3 separate regions of the Gasterosteus aculeatus genome follow, and regions 1 and 3 are each linked to region 2. The links are chromatin contacts, called in public Hi-C maps. All regions are on one chromosome and are shown on one strand. The core of a region is the stretch at or near the end of the contact, and the rest is flanking DNA. Distances in the headings are between cores, read along the strand shown. Region 1 holds the start of nt5m (5',3'-nucleotidase, mitochondrial). Region 2 has its middle 12 kb from the start of LOC120819229. Region 3 holds the start of LOC120819707 (dexamethasone-induced Ras-related protein 1).

The links. Hi-C and Micro-C count contacts between places; a contact is called where the count stands out from the background.
Region 1: a Hi-C map of skeletal muscle shows a contact between it and region 2, with 9 times the contacts expected there. The contact joins the promoter of nt5m here to the enhancer-like site in region 2. A contact is called at or near these places in 5 of 6 Hi-C or Micro-C datasets (liver, skeletal muscle, tail fin and 1 more).
Region 3: a Hi-C map of skeletal muscle shows a contact between it and region 2, with 4 times the contacts expected there. The contact joins the promoter of LOC120819707 here to the enhancer-like site in region 2. A contact is called at or near these places in 2 of 6 Hi-C or Micro-C datasets (both in skeletal muscle).

The regions. Positions count from the first base shown.
Region 1 is chr5:5,643,860-5,647,060 of fGasAcu3.hap1.1, reverse strand. nt5m (5',3'-nucleotidase, mitochondrial) reads left to right here and starts at 1,582. Exons shown (of 5, transcript XM_040176332.2): 1 at 1,582-2,589; 2 at 3,095-3,195. The coding sequence starts at 2,305.
Region 2 is chr5:5,526,522-5,529,612 of fGasAcu3.hap1.1, reverse strand. No RefSeq gene overlaps it. Among protein-coding and RNA genes, the nearest start is that of LOC120819229, 12 kb to the right of the region's middle. Within about 2 kb of position 1,337, at least 4 of the 9 cell types and tissues checked have open chromatin away from gene starts, as enhancers often do.
Region 3 is chr5:5,613,654-5,616,847 of fGasAcu3.hap1.1, reverse strand. LOC120819707 (dexamethasone-induced Ras-related protein 1) reads right to left here and starts at 1,810. Exons shown (of 2, transcript XM_040177374.2): 1 at 1,263-1,810; 2 at 1-1,061. The coding sequence starts at 1,740. The coding sequence ends at 532.

The sequences.
Region 1 (3,201 bases), core at 333-2,832, 120 kb before region 2:
TCTGCTTTTTCAGCAAATCTATTGAAATTCCTTTCAGCTTCTCCCATTTCTGTATTTTCAGCAATTTCAAATTCATTTCAGCTTTTCAAATATCTGTCATTTCAGCAAATGTATTCAAATTCCCTTCAACTTTCTGTATTTTCAGCTATTTTCAAATATTCAGTGCAGCTTTCAGCTTTTTGCATTCCAACGCATTTTCAGCAGGAAATGCCTTTTCTAGTATTTCTTTATATTTCGATAGAAGATAATGAGTCAAAAAAGAATGTAAAGACGGGATCTTCTTTTGTGTTGTATTTCAACTCTTAGCTTTGTTAAATGCTGCACTTCATCTTCCACACTGCCAATTTTGAAATTAAAATATTATGTTTTCCTGCTGTGCTGGTCTTCACTTTTTGGCATTAACACTTATTCAGCAAAGCCATTGGAAATTTCAATATTTTCAGAAATTGAACTTAATTTCATCTTTGAGCTTGCTGGTAAATTGTCATTTTTATATCATGAGCATTTTTTTTTAAATTCATTTCAGTTTTTCGGCTTGTTGGTACATTTTCGGATTTCTGTATTTTCAGCCGTTTTTGAAATTCATTTTAGCTATTTTTTGCAAGATTTCACATTTATTTCAGCTGTTTTCATTTCTGCTTTTTCAGCAAATCTATTGAAATTCCTTTCAGCTTCTCCCATTTCTGTATTTTCAGCAATTTCAAATTGATTTCAGCTTTTCTAATATCTGTAATTTCAGATGTATTCAAATTCCCTTCAACTTTCTGTATTTTCAGCTATTTTCAAATATTCAGTGCAGCTTTCAGCTTTTTGCATTCCAACGCATTTTCAGCAGGAAATGCCTTTTCTAGTTTTATTTTAAGGACTTTTTAACCCATAGTTCTTGTCACAGGTAGACTTCAACGTGCTGCAGTTGTCTAGTTCTGAATACAGTTCCTCCTTGAAGGAAAAGGAAAATACAGGAACTGACGTATAATTTACCGTGTTTTAGCAAAGATGTTATAAGCTGTAAGAGCTCCTGCCTAACAGACTTTTAAGCATCATCTAATAGAACTGGATATCCAAGCTTCGTGTACTTGAAAAATACAACTATTGCAAGTAATTTTGTGATTGTCTAAATTTCAGTTTGAGTATTCATCCACGCATCCGTCTCCAAATTGTTGATATTGTTCCGTGCTCATACCCAAGAGCTTGTTTAGAGCATTAAGACACAATAGAGAATAACAATTTTAAAAGTTCTTAATTATTATCTGACTGTCGTTACAATTCAGAAGAGATGTTCTGACAGGTAATGTAAATGTAGTAGATAATACCAGCACCCTTATTCATTGGTGGCCCTCACGCCTTAACTATTTATTAAGCCTTTCAATATGGCTGCGTATTAGGTTCATCACCTTTTATAAACCTAATATGAATTTGATTATTTTTGAAGATACTTGTTGCAGGCTTAGTAGATATGGTATTGTTGGTTTTGCTGTACCACTATATCTACCATTAGCAAATCTTCCATTAAAAAAAATCACACCAAGTGTGATTCTGTGGCAAATGAAATGTCTGGAACATCTCTCTGATGGTGAGCAAACAAAAGAAAGAAAAAACAGCTCAAATGTATACAATTGTACATATCGTGGACAGCTTTCTTTTTGGTCACATACAGGCATAAATATCCTACAACTATAATAATAACAATAACGGTTTTGGGAGGACGTTTTCTTTCTTTATTAATTCTAAATTAGCAATCTGCACTGCAAATTGTGCCAAAAGTGGTTTTCATACAAAATAACGGAGTGAGCCATCCATCTCTTACAAAGATCTTTGCTGGTAGTACAGTTCGTCCTCGCCGCTCGGCCTCTCTCGGTGGCGCAGTACTAATCGTGTACTAACGTTTCCCGTGTTTCGCTCAGGTAGCTCCAGCAGCCGGGCGCCACCGGGGCCGTGGTGGGATTGAGCGCGGTGTTGATTTCGCCCGGGCAGTAAATACACACTGACAAAACAGCTCACATTACACTGTCCAAAGGCACGTCACCGCTGACTGTCTGCTGCTGTGCGGCTAACGCTAGCTAGCGGCTGTTAGCATCAACGGCTGACTGAATGAATAAAGTTAAGCCGACAAGTTAGCGAAACATTTCCCGAAACGACGCAAATAACCACACACGGCGAATGCAAAGTGTGTGAAAAAACACCCGCCGCGGTATTCGGACAGCTTCCGAGCTTTCCCATGCGGACTCTGGCCACCGCGTTTATCGTCGTTGGGAGAGGGCTTAGCGGCGAGGACAGCGGCGACCGCTCACTCGAGAGGCGGCCATGATTTCCCTGTTCGCCGCTTCACGCCTGCTCGGAAGAGGGAAAACTCGTGATCCTTTTAAGAGGATTTGCGTAAACATGTCGTCGTCGTCCTCCTCTTCCTCCTCTCGCTCGGGTAAGAGACTGCGGGTTCTGGTGGACATGGACGGGGTGCTGGCGGACTTCGAGGGGGGGTTCTTGAAGAAGTACCGGGCCCGGTACCCGGACGACCCCCACATCCCCCTGGAGGACAGGAGAGGGTTCTGGGTGTCCACGCAGTACGGCCAGCTGAGGAGCGACCTGTGTGTAAGTGACGTGTTGTACGCGTGTCTCATATTGTGCTCTTATGGATAATGGGTCCCCCACATGTGGGCCAGACCCCCCCCCCCCCCCCCCCCCGGCTGGCTCCCCAGGGTTCCCTGTCAGATAGTTAGTTAATTAATAAACGACATGTACACACTGTGAATGATTGACAGCGGCTCTCACTCTGTTGAGGTTGCAGTTGAAGGTTGATATTGATAACCAACATATGCACCAATTCAGTGCACCTGCACAGTGTATTCCAACCACTTTTGTATATAGTTCATGAATTTTAGTCAATATCTGAGGGGACGTATTTCTGACTGGTGACATATCCTTCAGATAAAATAGCAGTGTCATCGTAAACCGTGGTCTGCGTACAAGGTCCGTGTTGAACTCGAACACACGCGAAGAAATGCCACACAAATGTCTTTCCCAGTTACTGCGGTGTCATACATGCATACACCTCATCAATAAGCTACACACTGCTTTTCTTCTTCTGTTACTCCAGGAGAAGGCCATCAGCATCTGGCAGTCCAAGGACTTCTTCATAGAGCTGGAGCCGCTGCCAGGAGGGGTGGAGGCGCTCAAGGAGATGGCCAAGATGGACGAGTAGGT
Region 2 (3,091 bases), core at 88-2,587:
TATTGTTGACTTATTCACACCGTTGCACACGTTCACACATGTCCGGGCAGCAAGGTCACTCCTGGATTCACTCTGTATCTCCTGCTTGCCTCTTTATTTCTGTGGATGACAATAAAAAATGATGTTCTCACAATTAAGATCCATATACCAATAACTCATTGATTCAAATCAAGGTATTTATTGTCATGCAGTATACAAAGTTACTCTGTACAATGAAATTCTTATGCGCACACTAAAGAGACAAAAATATATACATATGCATTAGGCATTAGGCTAAAGTACACCTTGCGTTCTTGCAAATATTGCGAGTTGGTGACACAAAGTCACAGCAACAGTCAGTCAAAGTACAGTATGTGCATGTCTGTGTGCACATGTGTTATCAGCGGTTATTGTTCTGTCCGTGATAATGTTGTGGGCTCTCCTGGTGGAGTAAATGTGCTGTAGTGAGGGGAAGGCTGCTCCTGAGATGAACTGTGCCTTCCTGTCCCAGGCCAGTGTCCATACTACGTGGTCATTGATATAGTAAGGACACTCTCGACTAGTTGCTGAGTAGAAGTTGCTGAGAATTTTGGTTTCCTCAGCCTTCTTAGGAAGTACAGCCTCTGTCCTCTGTGAGGTCCTCGCTGGTGTGATTTACAGGTTTTCACCCATCCACCTCAGTGGAAGAGGTGTGTGCTGCACCGTCTTCATCCTCGGTCTTGTCTGTGTTCAGGGAGAGGTTATTATTTTGACACCAGGCCAAAAGTTCCTGCACCTCTCTTCTGGCACGTTAGCCTGAAAAGACCTGCTTTGAACCTTTGATCCATCTCCCCTGGTGATGTCCCCTCTGAAAATTGTGAATGTATACCGGACATGTTCCAAGTTTACAGAATGTACAGTGCACACAGAGGACTCCACATGGCAGCTTCATTGTTTGCCCTTAACTGAGAGACCAACCAATAGAACGGACCCTGCCAATAGCTGTATAATTTTATTAAATCTTTATTAAAATGCACCAATATGAACACAGGTAACAAAGCTCTCAAACTCTCAGCAGATGAGAGTGGGAGTGGACTCACCCACTCTCATCTGCTGCCTATGCACTTTTTCCCTCCTTTTCTGTTGTCTGTTGGCAACGCTGTTTAGCAGTCACGTTTTCACCTTATGAAAGTGAGCAGTTTAACATGACATGAGGATGTAAATTTGAACATGTTGTAGGGAGCATCAAATGTAGTTGATCTTGTAAAAGAGACAGTTGAATGTTGAAAGCAGCCCTTGTCCTTTTCAGGTGGTCTATTTTTCTCCTTATTTCTTACATGAGCAACAAGTGGTGCCTGTTGCTCAACAGCTGATCTGTGATACAAATGTGACCCCTCCTGAGCCTTCAAGGCATTGCAGCTTGACCCAGTTTGACTTCAGGGGGGGTCACTGTTCAAATTACTAATATCACACTGTATAACAATGGATGAAATACTAAGTGGAGATATTTAAACTATTTTATGTGAAAGGAATCAGTAAACACTAAACGTTCTGGCATTTGAGGGGCTGTAAAAGAGACATATAACCTTTATGCATGTGTATTGTTGAGTGGTTTATTTTCTAATAATACATTTTATTTGAGGAACTCTTTATATGTATTACGTGCAAAAATATTGAGATATTTATGATCATTAAAAAAGTCACTAAAATGAAAAGTAACTCATTAACTGCATCTGTCAGATTAATGCGGTGGAGAAGAACAATATTTGCTTCTGCAATGTAATATTATGTACCTTTTAATGTGTACTTCAACACAGTAGATGTATTTGGTTACCTACCACCACTGTCTGATCAACAAGCTGATCAATTCTGTTAATTGCGTGAGATTATGATTAATTTAGAAAACGCCGTTTTTGTTCAATGAGGAAAGTGCTTACCTCGGGATCACGCCTCCGTATACAAACGCGTGGGGTGTCTGTGATCTTTAAAACAGCTCGGGGAAATAAACGGGTCAACACTCGATTCGAGCTTTGTCGCCACAGAAAACCCGGCGAGCGTCCCTCCCTCTCTGATAGGAGCCATTGTTCCATGAAACAAAAACAGTGCTCCAGGTCAGGCCCACCTTCCAACGGGGGGGGGGGCTTGTGGGTGCTGGTCACTCTGTCCTGGACCGGGACATTTGGAATAACTATTAGTCAGAGCCTGTGTCACGGTGTTGATCACTCAGGCGATGAACTGCATCTTTCCACGAGCAGCCGGGGACGCACAATCAGAGAGGGAGATCAACACAAAGCAGACAGAACGTTGTGAGGACTCACGTCGAGAATCCAGACGTATCGCCGGCGTAGAAAAGGGACTCGCGAGAGTTGACAGGTGGAAGTTCTCGGGGCCACTTTTCCAAAATCAGAAACCAAATTGTTCGTGACAGGACATGCTGTGCATCATGCAACACGGGCGTACTGTGCAACAACACACAGAACACACAACCATGTTTACAAACTGCAAAGAGGACCACACTATCAAACAGGGACGGGAATATACGGGACGTCTTAAAGACACACAAAAGTACTTTTAATGAGTCATTCGTGTCTGATGTGGTTTATGCAAAGGAAAACGTTTCATTAACATTTCTTGGAATTACTTGTCATTTAAAAAACACAATCTATGCATCAGCACATATTCTTTACAGGACACAGGAGTCTGTTGTCAGTGTGTTTCCATGGTTTTGAAAAGATCAACACAAGCACAAACTGACATTTAAACACAGGGACATATGAAAACCGCCTATGGGCCAGGACTACAGGCGAGTTCATATATAAATATATATTTATACAGTATAAAAAAACACTTTCTGGGTGGAGAACAAACAATTATTCTGTCTTCAACAAAGCTGTGATGTGAATTACTTTCATTTAATGCAGTTAAGGTATGAAAGTGATGATTTCAATGATGAAGAAGAAGACCATCCTCACTTCCTGCAGCAGGTCATGGTGGTCTCTTGCTGACCTGTCTGCCGTGTTGACCTGTTGTTTTCACTGCTCTTTGTCTCCGACCCCCACACCCTTCACTTTCTTCTGCCCTTAAACGGAACATCATGGCGGATTAGTTCTTGACTGATAAAGAGAAGCTCTCA
Region 3 (3,194 bases), core at 561-3,060, 87 kb before region 2:
TCATGTTTTTATTATTTCAAGATTTCTTTGCGAAAAAGGACATTCACAATAAATATACATTCACAATAAAAGTAACACTTTTGATTGCAACAAAACATTCAAGTGTATTAGCCATTGTAAAATACATGATGAGATGTAAACAAAGTTCCTTCCCCTCCCAAAACATTCCACCTCTTGAGCAAAGAGTCTTTCTTCTCTCCCCACTGGCAACTGTAAAAGGCATGAAGTCAGATGGACACATTTTACGCGTAGCTGTGCCAAGCTCTCACGAGGTATGAAGCCACGACGCGTGCTGCGCTCTGATCCACGGGACAAGCAACAATTCTCACATGTCTTTTTTATTTATTTATCTTTTGGCGGTTGAAGACGACCATTGTGTCCAGGCAAGTGTCCTTGGAGACGTAGCCGTTCCAGAGCTGGTGGCTGCGGCGTCCCCACACCTCCCATGTCAGTTTGAGCGCAACCGGGCGCGCACCGGGCTCCCTCTGTTCCCAAAGATTTGCGTTGAGTTCGTGTGTCGCTCCGCTCCGCTTAGCTGATCACACACCTCTCCTTGTCTTTGCCCTGGCCGCCTCCTATGGCCTTCTCCTTGATGTACATGAGGTCGCTGTGCACGCTTGGTCTCCGCGCGCTCGGAGTGACCATCCCGAACGCCTCGCCGATGTCCTTCACCTTCTTGTTTTTCAGAGACTTTCTGTGCAGCATGTCGCAGAACTGCACGGAGACCTTGCGGTGAAGGTCGGGGCTCATCTCGTGAGGTAGCTTGGCCAAGGTAAACAGAGTCTGGAACATCTTATCCACGTTCTCGTTGCGCTTGGCGGAGATCTCGAAGTACGCGCACTTCTCGTCTCCGGCCACCAGCTGATCGATCTCCTCTTGCTGCACCTCCCGGTAAAACTCTCGGTCGCCCTTGTTGCCGCAGATGACCAGAGGCACGTCGATGTTCTCTTTGATCTTGTTTTTGAGGCACGACTTGGTCTCGAAAATCTGCCGCTTTAGCCGCTGCACCTCCTGGAAGGAGTCCCGGTTGTCCAGACTAAAGACGAGGATGAACACGTCACCTGGGGGGGGCAGAGAGAAGAGAGCTTTGGTTAACTTGGCCGGCCATGCATGCATGCTAAGAGTTTGAGACGCAACGTTCCTTTTTGCGCTGCGTCCATGCGTTAAAGGCGCACGTTGACCTCACGTTTGCACCATTTCAAATGCACTCTACAACTATTTTTCTTGCAATAAAACGCACAGAAACAAATGTGCATAAGTACCTGTCAGTATGGAAAGTCTCCTCATAGCGGGGAAAGGGTGGTTCCCCGACGTATCCAGTATGTCCAGCTGGTAGACGTCTCCCTTGATGCTGTACAGTTTCCTGTGAAAGTCCTCGATGGTCGGAGTGTACTGCTCGTCGAACCTCCCGTTGAGGAAACGGGAGACGATGGCCGTCTTCCCAACTTTGGTGGATCCCAAAATCACCATCCTGTAGCAGTTCTTTGCTGGGATGTCAAAGTCGCTGTCGGAAGGTGACATTTTCTTGATCATGATTCTGTGCGTAAAAAGCGGTCTCTCGCTGTGCGCAGATGCTGTCGGTGGCTCCGCTGTGGGCTTCTCTGTCTTCAGTCCGGACTGGACTCGTTTATTTAAAGGTCCCGGCGGCGCGCTCCTCCTCCCGCACTGCGTCACGGCTTGGTGAGTTGGAACTCGGAGCCTCATTGAGTGCTGGGAGAAGTGGGCCAATCTCAGACCCATGCGTCAGTTTGCCGTTTCTTACGAAGACGCAACGGGGACCGGCAGAACCATGCGGGAAACAATGTTATTAAATGTAATGGGACGGGGGGAAGAGTGGCACACATTCAGCCGAGTAATGACTTCCAAAGAACTGTGAATGATTGACGCGTCTTCCGGCGTCTAAGCCGCTTGGCACATTGTTGACCATTGGGTTGACCTCTTGGACATTTCTTCATGATACACAACCTCGGCAGCGGATGTGAGTTCTTCCAGAACGAGTAAATGTGTTGCTAGTCCCTACAAAGTGTGGCTATTACATATACAGTTTTATTCCAACAAACAGTTGCCAATGTTTCCGCCCCCCCCCCCGCCTGCAAAACTACACAGTGGGCACATATCTGCACGCCATATTCAGTGTATCCGCCACTATTGCATTGAATTGATTGAATTCACATCCTCAGTAATCGGCTGCTGCTCCGCGTCAACAGGCACGAGCTAAGCTCTTTTCAGTGCAGTTACCGAGGTGGCCATACGGGGGCGCTCTAGATGCAATTGCAAATGTGGACAGCACGACCCACTTGAGGATGAAGACCCACCGTGGAGAAGCTTCGGGTGCGTGGGTGAGAATAAAAGCAGTTGGGTCTCTTTGTTTAGCTACCTTTGAAATATACATTTCTTTAATCACAGCTGACAAACGCCATGAAACTCGCATCGGTCATGAATGGATTCACAGTCATTGCAAAATAAAAAGTCAAATGGAAAAAGATGTATTTTGTTTAAAGTGAATGAGAGGAAGCGGTTACCATGGCAACCTAGAGCCAGACAGCAGTCGATTTGAGCCTAAACCTGCTGCTTTAATTTGCACATTTATTCAGTCAAGTGGGAAGAACAACTTAGTATGTTAGGAGCATTATCTGAAAACGGGAGAACTCCAAGTACACTTTTAATTAATCAGTTCATAATGAGTGAATCCAAGGGTAACAGCCCAAATGTTTTGTCAAAAGCACTGAAGCACTTTGATGTTGCTATTATAATTACGCTATTCCCTAAAAGAAACAAATAGAAAAAGTTCTTCTGATATTCAATTAATTTTAGAGAAATAAAGACCATATTTACTTGGCTTGTCATGCAACTTAAGATGAGTAATATCACACTGGTTTTACCCTTAAATAAGTCCTCCTCTCCATGTGTTGTGCTGCGAGGTGAGTGGAGTGCATTTGAATGGAGGTCAGTTGTAAAACGTCTAGTGTGATGGAGGCTCTACAGAATTAATTTCTTCCTTTGCTATTTTGTTTTCCCAAATGATGTACAGTTTCTTAAGTATTTCATTATGAATTGCTTGAAAAATTGTGCATTTGACTGCTGTCAATAAGGGGAAATGACCTCACCAGGGGAGAAGGTAGAGATGAGTTGTAGGCTCTAGACTTTTGCTAAATGAACAGACAGCAGCGTTGTGTAGCAGTGGAAGTCTGGTT